Linked DNA regions of Zea mays: region 2 is linked to region 1. Evidence: chromatin contacts called from public Hi-C data. All regions are on one chromosome and are shown on one strand. Each heading gives the region's core, a stretch centred on a gene start, on an enhancer-like site or on the middle of the called end of the contact. The rest is flanking DNA. Distances are from core to core; before and after follow the strand shown. Region 1 holds the start of LOC100274837 (Putative CBL-interacting protein kinase family protein). Region 2 holds the start of LOC103641355 (probable WRKY transcription factor 47).

The links. A called contact is a pair of places that touch in the nucleus more often than the background predicts.
Region 2: a Hi-C map of leaf shows a contact between it and region 1, with 5 times the contacts expected there. The contact joins the promoter of LOC103641355 here to the promoter of LOC100274837 in region 1. A contact is called at or near these places in 3 of 25 Hi-C or Micro-C datasets (bundle sheath, endosperm and leaf).

Annotation. Positions count from the first base shown.
Region 1 is chr10:88,493,042-88,497,451 of Zm-B73-REFERENCE-NAM-5.0, forward strand. It overlaps LOC100274837 (Putative CBL-interacting protein kinase family protein), which reads right to left and starts at 1,750. Exons shown (of 11, transcript NM_001365863.1): 1 at 1,402-1,750. The coding sequence starts at 1,635.
Region 2 is chr10:88,889,483-88,893,366 of Zm-B73-REFERENCE-NAM-5.0, forward strand. LOC103641355 (probable WRKY transcription factor 47) reads right to left here and starts at 2,609. Exons shown (of 6, transcript XM_008664711.3): 1 at 2,188-2,609; 2 at 1,963-2,046; 3 at 1,696-1,845; 4 at 1-114. The coding sequence starts at 2,472.

The sequences.
Region 1 (4,410 bases), core at 500-2,999:
GTGCACATTTTGCACGTGAACACGGCGTTCAGGGATGACGTTCATCCGCGGGATCGCTGCGTCTTGCCCAGCAGCGAATGCCTCCAACAGTGTGTCATCAACAACATGGAGAACTTCACGCATACGACGGATGTGAAGGGAAATGGTTTGCTCCATACCTTTCCTGTTGATTTGGAGACCGCTGCCTCTGTTCTTGTCAAGAACAACAAGTGTTCTTCTTCTTCCTCTATTTTCTTTGAGCAGTGCTGATAACGTGTTGAAACTCAGTGGCAAAGAGATTTGAAACCGAGAGAAAGTGACTGTTGTGTGTCTTTATTGCAAAGGGGGTTCCGTTATATACAAGATTAAACAGTGTTTTCCAATGGGTGTGTCCCTTGGGAAGTAATTGTCAAATGGAGGGATTTAATCACATTGTAACATGTTTTGTAACAAACACTACAATCACTGGGGTGTTGCAAGTTGGATTAATTAAGCAATAATTGTATACTACTACTACTTGGGTAGTTGGGTGGGTCGTGCCAATAATTGGTGGACCCGGAGCAGCGCGACATGGAGCACCGTGTCCACCAGCTCAGCCTCACTATGGTGGGACTGGGATAGGCCGAGGCGGACCCACACGCCTGTCTCTGCCAACGGGTGTGCATGCCATGTGCACCAGCAGCATTGATTCACTACTGCTACTCTCCCTCATTCCGAAAAAAGTAGCAAGTACACCGAGAAGACAAATGTTTTAAAATTATATATAAAAAATAATCGATTTATTCGATAATAAATTTAATAATAAATTTATTCGAAGATATAAATACTTATACTAGAATTTCTTTACATATAAGTTAATATTATCTTTTTTAAAAATGCTGACTCTCTGATACGTGAGGTGCGTCGTTATCCCGAGACCGAAAAAGTACAGAAAGACATCGACAATATTTACAAATATTATTAATTTATCGCTGTCCAGATCTATGGGCTCAACCTTTGCTAAGTAGAGTGTACATGCTAGTAGTACTAATTAGTAATTATACTAAGTATTGAAAGTCTGGACTTTTACGTTCCAAAATTTGTATGGGTGAAAATTGTGGCTGAGAGGGTGGTGTGGTGCACCGTGCACGTGCGGTAGACGAAGACGAGCGAGAGCCAGTAGACAAAAGTCTTGCAGCAGTGGACAGTGGCCAAGTTGCAGTGCAGGCTTGCAGCTGAGCTGCGGCCAGGCAAATCGATCAAAAAAACTGCGATACTTACCAGTAATACTCAAATCGATCAAAAAAAAAAACAACTGGGGTAGAGATGGGTGGAATTTTCGAGAAGCAAATCTAGGAACGGCGAAGGCGTCTCAACACGCAACGAATCTATGTTAACAAATCTAGGAATTCGGAGATGGAAGACGAGCGGACCGACACCGACCTCGTGGAGGCGGACGACGTTGGGGTGCGCGAGCAGCTTGAGCGTGGCGATCTCGCGGCATATCTGCTCGTCCGCGCGCTGCGACAGCACCCTGGCGCGCTCCATGATCTTCACGGCAAACTGCCCGCCGCTGCCGCGGTGCCGCGCCTGCTTCACCTTCCCGAAGTTGCCCTCCCCGAGCGTCCGCCCGAGCTCGTACGCGCCCAGCAGCCCGCGCGCGCCGTCGCTCACCATGTCCGGTTGGCTTGGCGACGGGCTGCTCGATCAGCTCATCTCTGGAACAGAATACAGGGGAATCTTATTCAGCGCCGGGCGAGTCGGGGAAGAAGGGGATTGGGAACGGAAACCAGATCGTATTTATACGGGTCTCCTGCAGCCGTCGTGCCCGCTCCTCTCCTTTATCCGCTTTTTTATTAGCCTATCTAGAACCACAACAAACTTCATTTTATAATGTAATCTGCGTTAATAAGGCTTTGTTTTGTAGTCACTAGACTAGACTTTAGTGAAAAGTTTAGTCGCTAAAGTACACCGTTTGGTCCCATTTGTTTTCAGTGACTAAACAGGACTAAAGAGCATTAATTACTGTGAATAATGACTATATTACCTTTATTAAATAGTATATGTTTGTTGTAACAAGAAAATAGAGAGGGTTAATACGGTAAAAATTATACTTTAGTCACCCCTTGTTGACTAAAGAACTAAAGTTTAGTCACCTTATTTTAGTCACCATATTTACTTCTTTAGGGACTAAAGTGACTAAGCTTTAGAACTTTAGTCACCCTAAATCAAACGGGACCTTATAAATAATCTATAAACGGTGCATTCTACAATATAATATAATATTTTTACATGGTTATATATATATATATATATATATATATAATTTATTGGCCATAACCTTAGAGTTCTTCGGTCCCTTTATACTTGGGCTATGTGCACCCAACTAAAAAACAGCGAAGAAGCCCACACATGTACTAAAATCTGAATTAAATCTTCGAACTTAATTTCAGGAATCAACGTAGCGTCCTAAAATTGCGGGGTTAAGGTCTTGTTTTTGAATTACATTAATCTGGATTGCTATAATTCAATGATCTAGGATGTTTGGATCGCCTAGAGATTATTTTACGTAACTACTATAATCCAAAGGTAATACAAATATGTCAATACAGACCCTAATAGATCTGAACCCCATTGATTTTACAAATAACATGTGAGATGCAGCAAGCCAGGAACCATGGAGACGGAGGGATGCTGACAATGGAAGAGGAGACACTGTTCAATCTTCGGTACATGCACCTTCACCGGTCCGGTATAACCTTCGGTGCACCACTAGAATGTGTTTTCATGTTTCTTTACTTGGGCTTCTTTTGTTGTGTGTCTTGGACTCTTACATGATCTTTTAAGGTCTTCAATGAGTCTTGTAATTCCTTTGCTTTAAGGCGATGATCTTGGTGATCACCTCGTTGTTAATGCTAAATAGCACAAGCCATGTGGGCTATGCCCAATATATGTGCTTTGCAAGAAACCGCACGCCGTAGAAGTAAAATTTAAGGAGCACTACATGGATTCTCTTAAGAAGATACTCAGGTGATGCTTGATTCTACTTAGCAATGACATGAAGATTCAAGAAAACTTCAAAGTTCACCCACAAAGAACTTGTGATGCTTGACAGATCAAGATGCTAGCGATTCCCCATAGAGACAACTACCTGGTAAGGAGATGGGCCAATCCATATATTGCTACTAAGGAGACATAGCATAAGATGGCATGGATTTCACAACAAGCAAACTGATATATAGTCGACTAAGGAAAGTTCATCTTTATAATAGAATTATAATTATTTTATCCTAACATACTAGGATTAGAATCATGAATGGACTATATAAAGAGATGTAGGACTAGTATTCCCCTTCTAACAGGTTATACAGAAACAATCCAAAACAAGATAATTCAACTCATATCACATAGAATATTTTGTTATCCATTCACCGTCGAGTTTGGTTTTATACATATGTATTTGAAAATATTAAATTTATTATAACATTTTGGATACCCGCTTCTATCCCAGGAGCAACAGATGGTCGGGAACAGGACGTCGATCTCACCGACAGGGCCCAGCAACCGTCCTGGCCTACAAACCACGTGGCCGAATCAGATGCCCCCAAGCGGGCGGAGGAGGCCGGACGGCGGGTCAAAAAGGTGGGCTTCTCCCGTGTGAAATAAGGCCCACCAGACCAGGACTCACCAACCACTCGTCGTCGCGTCGTCAGTCGTCACGGAACGACGCAGGGGGGCTTGTCGCTCGGTGACACTTGACAGCACAGCACACAAGAAGGATCTCCGCAGGGGCAGTTTAGGCAAAGAAATTGCTGTGGCTAGGGACGATCGATGGATGATAAGAAGACGTGCACGGACAGGCACACGTAGCAGGTTGTTACCGTGTTGTTTTGTGTCCATGGAGTGGGGCTCCGCGTCGGCGCCTCGCTTTATCTTCTTCCACTGCCGCTAGCTAATCCACTAGCTTGGCCGGCTCAACTCAAGAGGTTGTTTATATTATTAATTAATTTGATTATTTGAAGTGGTGGCCACTCCCATGTGCCTTGTGGTAGTACAACCATCTCTAGCTAGCTAGGAGCATCCGGCCAATGCAAGCACTAATATGGATTATATTGGTAGGCTTTTTAACATATGTATATATATGTCTAACATCCTTACCCAGCCACTTATTGGCTAGACAAATATTGGGTTGGGGGGGGAGGGGGGGTGGAAGAGAGTAAGTGTGTCGATAAGGTCATTGTGTATTTTCATATATAATCACATGATCTGAAATCAAGAGACATCAGAGGGTTACAAGCAGCTCGTAGCTACCTAAATACAGATCGAGTGCACCAAAAGGTCTAAAGCACAACCAAAAAACATAGACCGAAAGTTTGGAACAACCTACAGGACAGGAGAGCTAGTGCACATGTATTGCTCCCGAGAGGCAATCAGAAGTCTGAGACTCAATTC
Region 2 (3,884 bases), core at 1,359-3,858, 400 kb after region 1:
GCTGAACGCCGCTCCTGCTGCCATCGCCGGAGCCGGAGGCGGAGGGACGCGGCCGGCGGGGTCCATGAACTGCACTCCCGACGTCGGTAGCATCGGCTTCGCTGCGCCGCTGGCCTGCATCGATCGTATATATCACTTGTCATGAACTACTCTCGTTCTCATTTTTGCATGCTTGGCACTGGCAGCACCACGACGAAAAAATCGCGTGGGTGATCGAAGAGTGTGAAAGCGAGCACTGCTAATTAACCTAAGGACCGGAACGGAAATGCCTGCTAGCTGCATGGCGTGTGAGCTAGGAGCAATGTAATGTTGACATGAATGAACATGCTAACTACCGTTAAGTAAGTGAGGCTTTGCTGTCAAGCTTATTAGTTCGATCGTGTTTACACGTACGGCCGGCCAAGCTGCTTCTGATGGCGAGATCTACTACGTACATACTACATATATATGCATCTATTTTATCTTCTATTTATATACTTGAACCCAATAATATCAAAAGGACGAAATGACTCTTCTATATATATCTGTGTTTTTCTATTTCCCAAAACACACCTTAATTAGTACTCTCTATGTTAGCTACATATGAACTAATAAGCTTGCATCTATATATACAAGCTTGAATAACTTTTCAAGATATATTTGGGTTCTATATAGATACATATTTTTACTTTGCTTATATATATAAAAAGGCCTGCAGGGGTGCATTAATGCTTATTAGTAGTGGAGCACAAGGATCTGAAAGGAAAGGAGGAGCTTGCATTTCAATTCAATACAGTGAACACTGTAGCGCTAGTGGTCACGGAAATTAAGTGAGGTGCCCATCTGAACCACTGGCCATCTGAACCTCCGTAGCTGTTTAATTTGTTCACACAAATGATTTGGGAAATGCTGGGCATGCATGCATGCATGCAATGGGTCTAGCTTGAGGAAATTCTATTGCAGTGTGCATATTTTCTACAACTTCGTCAATCATTAGTTGCTGTAATCTCGCTACATATGCAGTCCTTGGTTACACACACATACATACATATAAAGTTATTGATTGAATATATATATCACTAGAACATGACCTAATATATTTGAGGAATCAGTACACGACTTAAACTGAGGAATCAAATGGATCCGATAAAAAAGGCATATATGAGTCAAATAGCTAGGTAGGGGTGTCTGAATGCTAATAACCAGAATAAAATGTAACAACGCTCGTCGAATTTGGCATCCTGTGTATCTATAACCACTAGACTCTTTACCCTCTAAATCTTAGATCACTTTAGCTAACTGATCTTCATACTTCAAATAATAGAAAGTCTAAACGTTGTTTAAAGATTAGACCAACCGCACAAAAACATTTAAATCATACGATTAGTGTTCTAAAGTTTTAGTCTTTAACTTGAGCTACCAATAAACTCTTCATCAACCACCAAATTTTAGAGTAGAAAGTACAAACAGCCGCAAAAGGTTTACAAACAGAGAGATATGCTACCAATAAACTCTTCATCATTCACGAGGTGCTTTGTTTTCCCCCTTGATCACATATAAAATAGTAACAGAGAGATATGCTGGAGATCTTTAGACCGTATCTTTTTTTTCTTTGATGACAAGGCAGGTACAACGTTGACTAGGCGCAGGCTCCAATTAAGACGCGCCATTTTTTTCTTTTCAACGAACTTAATTTGGGCACGAATCAAGGCATACCTGGTGGTGGTGGTGCTGGGCCGCCTGGGCTTGGATGAGCTGGTGGTAGAGCGCGCCGTAGCTCCGGGTCAGCTCCTCCAGCATCCGCCGCAGCTGCCGGTTCTCCTCGCCGGCCTGCCGCAGCTCCCCCTCCACCGCCGCCACGTCCATCTATATACTCCGATCGGATCCAATATTACCATGAGCTACGAGACGATAAACGTAATGTTCTGGTGTGGAAGCTGGGAATGAATGGACATGCAAGCAGACACCCAGCCCTCTTCTTACCTCTGTATCGTCGTCACGACCACTGGCCGCCGTCCCCTCGCCGCCGTCGCCCGCTGCCGGCCTGGTCAGCAGGTCCAGTGCAGTCTGTGCCGGCACGGAACATGAAAGTGAGAGAGAAATAAATTTCGTATCATGGCTATCTTAATCTTAATTATATTGCAAGCACAGACATCACGAATGGATCTCGAGCTCGCGATCTCGCTCGATCTCGACGGGGAGACTTACGTTGACCGTGGTGTTACGGCAGCCACGAGCTACTGCTCCTGCGGGCTCTCGACCGCCATCTTCCCCGCCGTCGTCCTCGTCGGTGATGCGGCGAGACACGGCACCGCCGGCGGCGGCCGAGAAGAAGTCCACCTCCTTGATCTCGCTCCTGCGCCCGCCGCCGCCGCCGTGGCCGGCCCCGGAAGTCGCCTGCTGGTCCCCGTGCTCCGCAAAGACCGTCATCTCCTCTTCCTCCTTGATCCCTCGCTGCTGCTGCTGCTGCTGGTGTTTCGGCACCAAGTCCATGGATGGGTAGGCTGGAGCGAGGAGGTATCAAATCAAGCCGGGTAATGGCGAGGAAGACACGGCTATATACAGCTTGTGACGACCGGTGCCGTACTAGCTAGAGAGAGAGAGAGAGAGAGAGAGAGAGATGTCCAACTATGCAAGCTACTACTAGTACTGCAGAAAGAAGAAAAACCGAATGAAGAAGCGGCCGGAAACGTGAAACGGAAAGACTTGGACTTGCACATAGGAACGAGACGGCAGGAAGGGAAAGGGTTGGACCAATGGCACAGGGACGAACTGGTGGGCCAGCCCGCGTGGCGTCAGCGTGATAGGTGGCTGAGGCTGGACACGACGCGCTGCCCTGCCCCACGTGTCGCTGCGCGTGGGCCGGGTCAACCCAGTCAACGGATGCTGCGTTTTGCGACTCGAGGAGTGGCGGAGAATTACTATAATAACATCTCTCTCACCAATTATTTTACCATTATATAAAATTACTATTGTTACCGGTTGGGTTTCTTTACAATTTTTTTTGTTCTATGGGAAAATGGAAGAGGAGAGCCGAAGAGGTTACAAATTTCATTCCTCTCCGACAAATGATACGAAACATCAATTCTTTTATATATATATGTCGACACTCATCTTTTTTTAGTTACACGGGTTTAAGTCTTAAACACGAATGCTGGTGTTTTCTTGGACTAATTTTTATTCTAGGATCTAATAAGTATGTAACGCCGCGCTATTCTTTTAATTGTAGGTGTAGGTGGTGTGTGGTCGTTGACAGCGAATCGGATAAGGTGTGCCTATACGTATACGTGTTTGTGTGTGAGTTGTACATGGATTTGGAAAAGATCGTATGTAGTTCATCACACCAAGACAAAACGGAGGTGGACTTGTATATAGTCACACACACAGTAACACACACATTATACACTACTACTTAGATGTCTGTGCCATTGTTGCTACGGTTTCTATATATATCACGTAGTTAGATCTTGTATTATATTATACTTGAACATATCTATACTACTATATTAAAAACTTAATATGGTCACCACGGCTTCACCTTCCGTGCTAACATTCTGGACCCACCAACCACACCGCGCAAAAAAAGTGCAAAGCGAGCACTCAAACCCACGCCCACTGCTTCAGAAAGTTTAGTCGTCTAACCACCAGACCATATTTATCTTAGTGTTTAGAAATAAACAATATATCTCAATATTATTTATATGACACTCCATCCATTCCGGTATATAAGATGTAACCACCTCTTATTCCAAGACCAAAAAATATATTTAATTCTCTCTATACCACTGGATCGATAAGTATGTATAAAAAAAGCACGCCTTATATTGTGGGACAAGAATAAAAAGTGGTTACGCCTTATATTATAGGACGGATGGAGTATATAATAATCGTAGCAAAGCACATAC